2 separate regions of the Oryctolagus cuniculus genome follow, and region 2 is linked to region 1. The links are chromatin contacts, called in public Hi-C maps. All regions are on one chromosome and are shown on one strand. Each heading gives the region's core, a stretch centred on a gene start, on an enhancer-like site or on the middle of the called end of the contact. The rest is flanking DNA. Distances are from core to core; before and after follow the strand shown.

The links. A called contact is a pair of places that touch in the nucleus more often than the background predicts.
Region 2: a contact with region 1 is called in a Hi-C map of an unstated tissue, with 2.7 times the contacts expected there. The contact joins the promoter of FBXO30 here to the promoter of SHPRH in region 1. A contact is called at or near these places in 4 of 6 Hi-C or Micro-C datasets (ear pinna, liver, skin fibroblasts and 1 more).

The regions. Positions count from the first base shown.
Region 1 is chr5:22,331,367-22,338,086 of mOryCun1.1, reverse strand. It overlaps SHPRH (SNF2 histone linker PHD RING helicase), which reads right to left and starts at 3,159. Exons shown (of 30, transcript XR_011388945.1): 1 at 2,919-3,159. LOC127493127 (a long non-coding RNA gene) reads left to right here and starts at 3,157. Exons shown (of 4, transcript XR_011388946.1): 1 at 3,157-3,330; 2 at 4,487-4,644.
Region 2 is chr5:22,521,952-22,528,671 of mOryCun1.1, reverse strand. FBXO30 (F-box protein 30) reads right to left here and starts at 3,506. Exons shown (of 3, transcript XM_008263613.4): 1 at 3,375-3,506.

The sequences.
Region 1 (6,720 bases), core at 1,910-4,409:
GGGTGATAGTAAGACTGTGTTCAAGATAGCTTGGGTAGAAATACATGAAATTTGTATACTTTAAATAATTTTTTTTAAAATAGCATAAAAAATAACTTGGGTAGAACAGCACAGTACTAGAAATTTAGCATGTATTCACTAAGTGGTTGCTGCTCTCATTGACTATCCTGAGAATGCATTAAACTGCATTTCATGAGAACCAAACGTATTTGGCAGGATCACTGCTTCTCAAATTTGGCTGAATGTTAGAATCACCTAAAGAATTTTTAAAATCTCAATGTCCATGTAGTGCTCAAAGTCAGAATATCTGGGAGTAGGGCACAGAAACTAATCCCATCATTTCCAGCACTCAGCCAAGTTTGAGAAGCCTTGTTATGGATAACCAGATGCCTACTAAAATCATTGTTTTTCCTCCCAAAAGATACAATATTAGAAAAAATGGCTGCCTGGCTTAGTTATGGTCCCATTACGAGTTCTAGCCAAAGGAATGTGAGTAGAAATAATATGTGCCATATTTCTTAAAACAATCTTTTAACAGGTATGATTGAACCAGAACATACTCCTTCATTTTTTTTATGTCCACTGGTAAGGCTCATCCAGTATCACTGAAATTATGTACAGTGCTATTATTTGCAATAATGTTTGCTTTCAACCTGATTCTTCTATCATTAGAGCCTTAGGGTAATTATCATTGATATTAAGTTGGGAAAAGTAAATACCAGCGTTTCCAGCAAAGCCCTCCCTTTGTCCAGTTCTCAACAAATATCTGTGATATTTGCCCTCACTCCCCAATCTGGTTTTTGATCAATATCCAGGGATAATTTCTTGAATCAAAGGAAATATTATTTAGTCAAAGATACTTATACCCAAAATGAAAATTGGCAAAATAAGTCAAGTACTGGTGAGATTCTGTATTTTAACCATATCCCATATCCTTCAGGTTTTCTTCAGAGCTCAAGGATCACATATCTTAAGGTTCTACTTCTTCCTCTTCTGCAAATATCAGCGTTTGTGTAAAATGTAATTATGCAAAGTTACTGGTATGGACCCAGTCTTCCCTGAGAGCCTTTTATTACCACAGAAGTTGTGTTAAAGGTCTCTGCTACTTGATCCCAAAGGCTGTAGTGTTCCTTTTGAACTACCTGAAATCTGGGCACTAACAGTATCCTATTCAGTGTTGTACTTTCAATGCCTGGTCAGTCAGGATGTAAATGATACAAAATATAAGGCGAGACAAAGATCTCTAACTTCCTGAATATCTTCCCCATTTTAAGGACCTAAAGGTCCTTATATTGTTTTCAGGCGAAATCTCTTATTCACGTTCTAGAAGACCACAAGTATTATGATACTTTGCTTTATTGTTTATGGCCCAAAATGAGGCAGAGAATATTGAGTGAAGTATCTCCAGCAAAACAGAGTGCCAGAAAAATAAACGCAAATGTTTACATTGCTAAGACAACAAGTGAATCTCAATTAAACTTAAATTTTGATTCCTTTCCCTCCAAATTACCTCTTCATTAAGACACATACAAATCCTGAATTATAACAAATCCATGGTAGACCTGGGTTTGGGCTATCAAGGCACCAAGAAGTCTACATTTGCCACACTGAGGTGCACAGCATTACTTTATGCAAGAGAAGTCCAATTATTTCTGAAACCTGAAAAGCTCTTAATGCCCTCGCATTATCACAATCTGTTTCTTTTCTGTGTTGATTACTCGGGCTAATTGAGAGTATTCTCATCTACTGAACTCTAAATTAATATTAGATATAAGTTTGAAAAATGTCTTACTAACAAGCTTTGTCACCAGCAGATTGCTTCCCCCAAATTCTAACTGAAACTCTTAATAAAAGATTTGGTTTAATAGTAGTGTAAGTGCACTCATTTTGAGCTGGGCAAAAGATAAGAGTATCTTTCAAGAGCAAACCACTGGACTCTCAATGTCGGGCTTGTTTTGTTAACCGGGCCTTGAAACCTCTAGGAAGTGCGGGTTATCCCAATACTGCTCAGCTTCCCGCAGGGTCCCTGATCCCAAGCCAAGCACCGCTTTCTGTGATGGCACAGATATTGTGTATTGTTTCTATTCAGGGGAGTTCCACCGTCCCTGCTTACTGCCCACTGGAATCGTTTAAAATAGCAGTAACGACTTTAAAACTATTTCATTTTGTTCCGTTACAGCCCCAAATCAATTTAAGTACAACTAGGAAAACGCCAAACGAAGATTTCTACCTTGTACTAAGCTTCCTGGGAAAAGACAGAAGCTGAATGATCATCATTTAAGACAGACAGTGACAACCGTCTTCGTTCATAAACCCAACATCTTTCACGGCGTCGAAACGTGCAATGCCCAGGGTGGTTCTGGAAGCCAGTGTCACCCGTCTGATTTCCACGAGAACTTTCCAGTGGGAGTAACTTACAAGCCTCGCCTTTCACTATGTGCAATCCGGTGCACCCAAAAGCTAGGCGGCTGCCCAGCTCTGCCTCAGAGGCTTATCTGCTCGACTCCAGGGATACCCGCTCGGTTATCTCCCCTAAGATGCAAAAGCGGATGCGAGAGTCGGAGCCGCGCTGTCAGCGGCCGACCGCTCCCAGCAGGCCGGGCAGACCCCGGCGAGGCCGAGGGGCGCGACCATGGACACTGCAGCGGGGCTCCCGCACAACACACCGCAGGCCCCAGTCTATCCGGAGCAGCAGAACCTCCCTCCCCACCGCCCCCGCTTTTAGGAAAGCCGCGGAGGCCCGAGGCCCGCGAGCCGGGGACGGGGACGCCAGGAGACTCGCGCAGCGGCTTCCTCTCCATCCAAAAGCTTCCCCGGCTCCAGGACAGCCCCCGTCCTCCCTCCGGGGCCCGGAGAGGCCGGAGACGTCTTCCTCCCCCGACCTCTGACCTCTGACCCTCCATCACCCAAGCGCTCACCCAAGCTGCTTCTCCAAATACTTGAGTGGGTGTGCACCGGGTCCGGAACCCGCTAATGCTCCCTCAGAGTCCAGGCATTCATTCGCTACGCACGGAGCATCCGCCCTATGTGGGCACGCGCGTTGTGTGTTGTGTTGTGGCCTCCGGGGGCCCAGAAGCCACAGCGCTTAGCTGCCGGGCGCGCGCAGGAGCGTGAGGTCAAGGTGAACGCGCACGTCGGGCGCCCCGCCCCTTTCCTCCCTTCTCGGCTTCTAGAGCCTCTTTTGCGCAAGTACAGTTGGAGTCTCGCGATAGCTATGCCGCACATTAATGAAGACAGGATTGGCTGACGTCCAGAAGAAAGAGGCGGGACAGTAAGCAAATATAGGCAGCATCGCAGGGGCGGGGTTCTGCTTGCCGCCGGAAGCAAGAGGTAGTTAAATCATTTGTATATTTAGTAAGAAAGCAGAAAAGAATTCTCCAGAACTTATCTACTTAATTACTTCAAGAAAGAAGTGACTTATTAGGTGCGAATGAAGCATGCCTCTCTTAAAAAACATTTGTTAAGATTTACGAAGGAAATGTGAGGAAATATTTTTAAATAAGAATTCTGCTGAAGCTAGCCTTCCATCATCTTAGTTTTAAAGTTTCTGTTTTCTCCTCCCACCTCTTACAGAAGGAAACTTTCGCTTAGTTAACTTTGGTATAACTCTGGAAGGTTTTACAAAAGCCTGTAAATTAACTTCCGGGAAATATTAGGCAGTCAGTCAGTGAGTGTGTACCTAATAAGGACTCAACATTTATACTTTGGCGCGGGGCGTCTCAGATGTGTGTGATTCCAGAAGAGCTAAAGTAACTGCTTGCCTAACACGACCTCCTGTGCTGTGGAAACAATCTAGAGGAGCCCTTTTCCTGCTTATCACAGACCCCAACAGCCTGAAAGACTCTATTTACATAATCTAAAACCTGTCAAACTAGACAAATCAATTGCACTATCCAAAGTTTCATGAGACAAGTTTGGAAAACTGCTAACGCTGTGACAGTGGACAAGCAGGATTCTTCTTCATTAAGGAATTGATCATTTCCCCAAATACATGATGCAATGAAACCTTTGTTCCACGGTGTGATAAGGAACTGGGTATTTAAACAAATATTATGCTAAAAAATGTTATCCTTGATAGCTTTATCACTTCTCACCATTGGAGGAGTGAAGTGGGCTCATGGATTGTCTGAAATATTTGGCTTCTGATGACAGGCAGAAATAGTTAAAAAAAAATAGCACAGCATCTTTATTCACCTGGCTTGGGGTTACTTACAGACATAATTTCGTTAACACTGTGCAGGATATTAAACTGCAGATCAAATTGCAAATTCTGTGATGTGATTGCATTATAGACATAGAATTCTAGGCTCTACCTTCCAGTGGTTACAATGAAACAAAATTCTCCCTTATGTTCAATCTGGTATTTGCCAACTACCCTGTACATCCATTGAGAAATTTCCCTATGGAAGAATGTTTTTCAGGTTTAGAATTACCAGAGCTCATTTCAGAAATCATGGTTCACTTTTGCATTTTGGCTCTATGGCAGCTCCCAACTGTGAAACACCTGTTCACCTCAGCAACATTGAATTCATCCACCTGTTAGATACTAGAAATCTGATGACATTCTGCAAATGAGATCAACTGATTGGACCTAAGTAGATCACTGTCCATACAGGTCGACTGCTTCTTCTTGAAAGTATAAAGGTGAGGGCAGTCACACCACTTGATCCCTTACAAGGTCTCACTTATAAGATCTCCAGGTCTATTTCCTTTTGAAGACAGTATCTTTATTCTAGCCATGCCCTTATCTTGGGCCTGGTCATTTATTTTACAAATGAAGTTGTTCTTAAGAGTAAGTAGGTGAATTAATGCAAATTTAACCTGCTTTGGGGACGTAAACAGGATAACATGATTTACCAATGTAGAATTTCATGTTTTGCAAAAAACTCTTACATTTTTGATTTTCATTTGATTTCTAGAACAATAATGGAGTGAGATTTTTTTCATTTCCTTTTTATGAAAAACAAGCTGAGATTCTCAGATATTCAGTGATTTGCAACAGTTGAGCTCCAAGAGAACAGGAGTACCTAAAATCCCTCTGTCAAAGCTGTTGCCCTGTTTTTCTAAATCATGTAATCTAGCAAATAAAATGAACAAGTTAGTCATGAAACTCACTAGGCTAGCATGGGCAAAATGAAATCCAGACAGCTATACTTGTTTGATTACACAGGATTGTTGTGTATCTGTTACAGAACCATGATGAGTACAGAACCATGATGAGTCCTTTTGCCCACACATGAGAAAGCCAAACACTGGGATCAGTGTCCTTTGAGAAGAAAAAGTTTGTCACAAGGTGGCTAAGCAAGGAGTCAGGAGTAATGATCAAATCTGACTCCCAGGGTGGCTTGAGCAAGGTATTTATTGGGAAGGAAGCAAGAGATGGAGATGGAACATGGGAGTTCACTGACTGACTAAAACAGATGTGTTCTTGGTTCTTCTATGCCAAGTGTGGTTTAGCTACATGCCTCTTCATGCATTGCATGTTAAAAATGATGGCTTTATCATATCCAGCAGGTGATAGGGGAGGGATTTTAGCACAAGTTTCAGCAGTTCATCCAGTGTTCAGTGGCCTGTGTGCCATTTACCATACCATGGTTCTGGCTGGTTTTGGCCAGTTTTATCTGAGAGTCCCAACAAGGCAATTTGCTGCTCTGTAGGATAAGCTCCAAGTTTAAGATAGTTCTCTGTTTCTTAACCCTATAGGATACAGTTTATATCAGCAATAGAGATCATTCAGGGTTAATACTGTTTTCCCACTAAGAAAAATCATTACAAAAATTGTATGAGAATTTATTCCATATTCTACCTACTTTTTCCTGCTTTCAAGAAATTAAGTAGGTGGCCACCTAGTCTGGGAGAGTATTGCCAAAGACAACTCTCTGTTGCTACTTCCTATACTTTTGGGATTCTTTCCCTCTTTCTGACAAATTGAAAATAATAGGACCAAGGTCACTGTTGCAGATTGAATTTCAGTATTCAAAGCCTTTGTTAAAATGTGTGTTGTAATAACAGAAAATAGAGAGGAAACGTGGCTCAGGAAAATTGGTGCTAGCAGGAGTGGTATAAGGTCTACAAACAACCAGTGGTGACAGGAAATATACATCCTTTGCAGGAGCATGAGCACGATACATCAGGAGGCAGGAGGTATGTGAACTGAATACAAATCTTCACGTTTGTAACTTCACAGCTTTTCCTCAGGCTTGCCCTAAATCATTTTAATTGTTAACTTTCAAATTTATTTTTCCATGGTGATTTACAGGTTGGACTTATTTCAAAGTCCAAAGTTTGTTCTATCTCCCCTGCTGGAAGCTCAACCTGCAGACTGAAATCTCAAGCTGTGCCCCTTCTGCCTCTCCTACTTTCTATTGCAAAATTTGTAATCAGAACAGAAAATGTTACACTGGACTTGGATTTATGACACAAGCGGAAAGTGATTCATTATTTCTTATTGTTAATTTTGACCATGGACAAAGTAATAATTTAAGTTTAATACTTAATCTTTAAGTTAAATAAAAAAGGGAAAGGTTGAAGGTGAGTCTTCTGGATAAGAAAAGATGTGAGATTATATTCAGTGCTTATCAGTGGAGATAAATGTCTGTATGTTGCCCTCTTACCCCTTACTCCCACTCCTGTAACCATCACTCCCCCCACAAGGCATATTTTTTTCCAATTTTATTAGTGTGGCCTCAGGCATTAAGGAATAAGAATATTGTAGATGAA
Region 2 (6,720 bases), core at 2,257-4,756, 190 kb before region 1:
CCACTACCAACACAGATCTATGACACCCACTTCGTCTTGATCTTGTTGTTTTTCCACTTAGACATCTACAATGGCTATATATATGCATGGGGTAAAGTAAGGCATTTTGGCCTGATTGATCTTTTCTCCATCAAATGCTATACACAATCTATTTCCAAGTTACCTGTGCTCATATGATGATTGATTTGAAGTCCTTGCTTCTTAACTATGCGGTTCAAATCGCATGTCTCATGAGAGGTGTCTTGTAGTACATAGACCTATTTTAAGCATTTCCACATGCACCAAATGGCACTATTACCTGTTTCATAAATCTGGTTGTCAGTTTACAGATTATCTCCCAAACCCATGGGAGCAAATTTTTGCACTAGTTTTAAATCTCCACCCAAGTATCTAGTACACTACCATTCACACTGTGGATGCTTAATTAATATTTATAATTTGAAAAATGAAATGTTTACTTTCCCTTTCATTTCATCCTATCCTCATTTTAATTTTCTGTCCTATGTTCCAGCTCCTCAGAGAGCTGCCTTTTCAAGATACTTTATCTAAAATTTTTAAGTTACGACTAAAGAGAATGCCAGTAGTCACACATTTCTTCAAATACTCCTTCCTCTAACACTCATCCATTTTGACATTGACTTCTAAAGCAAAGCTATTATCTCTGTGGCTTAATTACCCAAAGAAGTGAAAGGGACCCTGATAATTTAAGGCAAAAAGGGTAAAATAAAACCAACTAGGTTTGACATATATAGTGCCTTAAAAATTAGGAGGGCCTTGCCTACTCGAATCACACCTTGCAGTAGCTCCTGGTGCTTTTTTCTAGAGGCTTTTCTGAAGTTGATGAAGGTACAAGAACTTTAAAAAAAAACAAAAACAAAAAAAAAAAAAAAACAAAAAAAAAACACACACACACCACAATTAGAAACTCCAGACAGAAGAGTAAATTGTCAGAGAAAGGTTGTCAGAGATATTCAGTTGATGAAGGAAATGCAGCAACCAAATTATTCTTCCTTTTGTTCAATGTCAGGGCAGATAGCATGTATGTTCTGGTAGATTTTCTTTCCCAATTAGACCCATCTGTACTTGGGTAGCCCAGGGGTGAATGCAACAGATAAGTCAAGACTAAAGCTTAAGTCATGTGCTAATTAAAGAAAGCATCATTGGCCCAAAACAAGTGTAAGTGGGTGGGGGCTGATTTGCAGCTGTGAAATCATGGGACAATTAGAATTACCAGCTGGGACTGTGGTGGGAAATACCATTCCTCTTATAATATGCTCCTAAAGAATTATGAGAGAAAGATAGTTTGAATCACCAAAATGACAGAATCTGAAGTCTCATAGCTGTAGTTATATTTTCTGTATAGATTCATTTGAAGTATGAAGAATGTGACGATTAGGATACAATTATGGTAATTTAGAAGCAACCTATCAAGGATATGTTCCTAACCCCAAATCACCCTCTCAGTTTTGTCTAAATAATGAAGGAATTTGAACCAAGGCAACCTGGAACGTAGTAAAAGAAGACTCAGGTTTTGTTCCTGTGCACCACAGAATTCCTATAGGACATTGTTGAAATTAAAATATGTATTCCAATGTTTCACAATTTAAGTTACAATTAGATTAATACAATTTATTACAATTAGATGTATTAACAGTTTATAGCTTACAGAATATATTTTCATGAAATAAAGGAAGAGGTGAATAATTTTATTCACTGAAAGGCTGTGCCTTCAAGGTGTTCCATTTGCATTTCAGGCAGCTAGCACTAGGTGGTACTAGTTTGTGTGTGAGCAGATAAGCAGGTAGCCTTCTGTAGGGTAAGATTAATGAAGATGACGTCTTACAGGGGTGGGGAACCTTTTTTCTGCCAAGATCTATTCACATATTTATAAAATCATTGATGTGTCATACATATTATCAACTTAAAAATTAGCCTACTATAGATTTAGTGAGTCTTGAGACCCTCTTGCAGTTGCTTTGGCAGGGCCACACCAAATGATTTCTCAGGCTTAATGTAGCCTATGAGCTTGATGTTTCCCACCCCTGTAATTAATCAGTTGTCTACAATTAGATAGTTGTAAAGTTGTTAAGCTAATGACACTTTTGGAGCAGAAGGTAATATTTAATTTTATGTATAAATCTCTCATTGTTCAAAGAAATTTGATACAGTTCAAATATCTGGGAGAATTTTATTTTATTTTGTCCCATAAATATTCTTAATAATCAGTTTTCAGGCCTCTGGAATTATTAAATTGCAGTGGCAGCAAAGTGAAATCTCCCCAGCTAACTGTCATGCTAGTAAGAAGTGGGCTCATAGGGAGTTCTTGGTATCAGACAAGCATGTTGCTTAGCTTTAGTCACAGTTATTGTCACATGAGAATAAGGAAAGGGTGGCACCCTATCTCCTTTTATATATATATATAATTTCCTGGAAACCCAGATAATTATGTGAAAGCAGTCCAGTGTTATTTTCAAAATTACAAAACCTTGCATAAAGAAAAAAATGCACACACACACACACACCCCTACATCTTCAGCAACCCTTATTTTAGGGATTCATCCAAAAGAATAAATAGATATACATACTTATTCCAATGAGTAGTCTTTTTTTCCAAACCATTTGAGTCCCATTTTCCCCGGAGATGGAGTTCTTATACTAAAATCCTAGTTTAATTTAGTAGCCTATAATCCCTGCATGAAATGTTTAACCTCTCTCTGTGTGTGGAATATAGACAATATTATGGCTCCTAATGACCTACATGTCCTAATATTCACACATTTGTGTAATATGCCACTGAGTATGGTCAGGTGCTGTTAACTTACTTCTAACCAATGGAATATGTCACAGATTTTTAGCTATCATGCCCATGATTATAAATATTGTAGCTTTAGTCATGTTGGCAGACTGTCCTCTCCACTTCTGGCTTTTATGAAACAAGTTTTCTTGTTGGTAGGCACATGTGGCATAGACTTAAAAGTATCTATTGGATAACAGCCAGCTAGGAACTGAGATTCTTGACAAAATTTCAAAGGAACAAAATTTTGCCAGTGACAATACATGGATTTAGAAACCAATCCCTTCCAGGTCTGGCCTTCGGAAGAGACTTTCACCCTCACCAGCACCTTGAATTGGAGCTTCATGAGAGATCTTAAAGCAGAGAATCCCACTAAGTCATGCCCTGACCCAAACAAAATATGATGAAAAATTGATTGTTATTTTAAGCATTAAGTTTATGGTCATTTGTTGCATAGTAATAGTTAACTAGTACACCATGGCTTATTTCTTTCATTTCGACAAATGAGGAAGAGTAGCTCTCCCCACATTTCCATCCCCACCCCAAAATGTGCTATTTTGAGGGTTAAATGACTTAGTACCTGTGCAGTGCTTACAACAATGCCCGGCATGTGTGAGCACTCCATAGCGTTGGGTGTGTCTTCTCAGTCAGATCCCAGAGCTGAAGTCAGGTGTCTTAGCAGAGAGGGTGGTAGGCACAAGGTAAGAGGAGTATTTCAGTACTGCTTCAACCCAAGGAGACAAATTGTGACATCATTTTCATCAGTCATGTACTACCTAGGAGCAATGTTGTGGCAGAGGCTGACAGCTGCTAGGGCCTCTACTGAAGCATGGGAGTCCTGTCCTTTTTAGGTGAGGGCAGAGACCACACCCTTGAGGGACTAGGCAATGAGGAAGATGCCTGAGCACAGGATCATGGGTAGATTTATTCTTCAGTATTTTTGACAAATGTGGGGAGCAATCCGGACTAGACTAAGTTACTCGAATTAAGACTTATTCTATGCATCTGCTCTCCCACAATATGGCGCTGGGAGAGAAGTAAACAGCTTCCGCACAGCTGCCTCCAGTTCAACCAATTAACTGTAGGACTTGCTCCTGATTGGAGAGCAGCGTACTCAGCGTGTGGGCAGCCGAGTTGGGATTGGCAGAGAAGGACTATAAAGGAGGAGAGAAACGGCATGCACCGGGAACATCTATGGGGAACATCTAAGGGAACCCGTGCAGCCCCCAGAGAGCCGGCCGGCGGTGTGCCGCTCCCCTGCGGAAGTGGGGAATGCGGCCAGGGGGAACTGCCCTTCCACGGAGGTGGAAGGGATAGTAGCCAACCCGGGAAGAACCAGCAGCAAACCCGGGGAGGGCCGAGCAGACGAAAGAACAGCGCAGGGTTCAGTGTTGCTCCTCCACGAAGAGGGGGAGCGACAGACAAACTTTGTGAGAAAATTCAGAAAACCTTGAGTTAGCCTGTTTGATGAGTCTCTAAGGTGTCACTTATTAGCTTTTATTATTATAATGAAATACCTGAAGCAAACTACTTCATAAGGAACAAAGTTTATTTTGTCTTATACAGTTTTAGATGAACACAGTCCATAGTGCAGAATTTGGCCTCTGGTGATGATGTTCTTCCTGGCAGAGTCCTGAGGAGGCACAGAACATCACATGGCAAGAGTGTGTGCTTATCTGTCCTGGTCTCTTATTAGGCCACCAAGATTCAGTCATAGGGACTCCACCCTCAAAGACTAATCCAATCTAATTATTTCCCACAGACTCCAACTATAAACATCATAACTGGATTAAATTTCCACCCTGTTGGTGCCATTAACATATGACTATGGAGACCAAACTCCTGAGTTTAGGGTCAGATGTTTAAGCCATACCAGGTAGTGAGTGTTCGCAATAAGATCTGCAGCTGAAACCTCTGTTAAGCCACGTAGTGCCAACCTCGACAGGAGGGACAATGTCTGTAGTCTGTCTAGCTTATTCCTGTATCCCCAGAAGCTAGGAGAGTATGAATATTTGATGTTAATCAACATTGGCTAAATGATATTTGTGATACACTGATAATTGTAAATTGTTATTGTTTCATATTTTAAGATGGTAGGACACTTTTCAGAGACCTTTCTCTTGCCTGACATTATACTTTGGTGATAAAGGAAGGAGGGTGCATAATAACACTGGACTAGAAGCTCACCTGGCCACAGCTGTCTTGGCTCACTTTTGGGAGCAAGGAAAAGCTGGTCCTCTAGATCAGTTCATTATTTTCCATTCCAATAAACTATTGAAAATGACAAGCCAATTTGTTTCTCTAAAACAAAATATTTCCTGAATAGATAAATTACCAAGCATTATTTCCATTGCTCATTAGTTATAGAAATGATTCAGGATGTATTCTGAGTACAGAAGATAGGGCAGGAGGTAAGAAATGTGTGTAAACAAATCCGTAATTAGTTTAGATTATTGATCACTCCTTGCATTAGGAAGCACTCTTAAGTCCTGAAAGCAAAAACATAAGTCTGGAATAGTTTTCCCCTTAGAAAAATTAGATGGCTTCCAGATCACAGATGAGGGAATGGTAAGACTTAGGGACTTTTCCAGTTTGCTTCTTCAGTATTCAAAAGGGGAAACGTGGAGCACATTTTCCATTCCTATCAGTTTACAAAGCTAAGGCTAGTTCTTGGAAAATGGTCCTCTGATTTCACTCTGGAATGACTTTCCCTTGAGAACAAAAAACAAGCAAACAAAAACCATGGAGGACAGATATGTATCTTCTTACCTTCTTCCTCAAGATTGGGAAGTCAGAAAGTAGAGTGTGAAATCTGAGTACTTTGGGTGAAACACAAAGTTCTCAATTTGTTCCTGTGATGGAAATCAACTATTAACAACTATTCCATAATCAACTATTAAAAAACAGCCAATTTTGGAATAGGCAGCATTTTATTTACCAGGATTTTGGACAGTCGATAGAGGAGCATGTGAGGCATGAGGATGGGGATTACAAGGGCCTCAGGGTTGTGAAAAGATTGCAAGGGAAGGTGATGACCTCCAAAGTCTGTCTCTGAATATTTACATCAGTACTTCTAAGTATGGACTCTGTGAAGCTAACCAAGGCTGCCACTCCACAACCATAACTCTATATCTATTTTTTACATGAATTGAACATTAAACTAAGATAAAACTACATAGGATGCAACTCTAAAATCATCATTCATGATTTGCCCTGACACACTTTGGAAAATTTTGCTGCATGTAGAACTTTGATTTTTTTCTGCACACAAAAGAAGAATCAAAGTACTTGCCCTTATTATCTTCACAGAAATGCTGGAACTAGTTTCATTGGCATTTTATGCTCCCTGAGACATTATGACTTCATGTCACTCATGTTTTGCCAATGGAAAGGACAGTAAAATCAATTTCTGAGCCAGGACCAGAGTCTAGAACATTTTACTCCCATATAATGTGACTTAATTAATATTGAAAGGAAACACACTCAAATAAAAACTAGATTAATCCTGAATTTACTTTTAGTTCACTGCCCTTCTGTTTAATTTTATTTCCAACCTGAAATGGCAATGCCTAATGTAAGACCACTTGGATCATTTGTTAAAGCCCACATCTCCACAACCCAAATGCCACATTATCTTTGGGTGCTTAATCCATCTCAATTCTCTTCTAAGATGTTTCAGAGTTGAATGAACTGGCCACATCCAGATTCTGCCCCCCAACTTCTCCATGTATCTCCTGCAGAGAAATATCAAAATATTATAAACAACATATGCTTCTATTTCCTCCTTTCCTTGGTGAAGTCACACAATAATGTTCCCTGGAGAAATCTATCAGACTTGCCTAAATACTATGATTACTTCTGTTGCATCCCACATTGAATTAAATGCTTTTAATATTTGAAAAAGACCAGAAGCATTTGTGAAATAG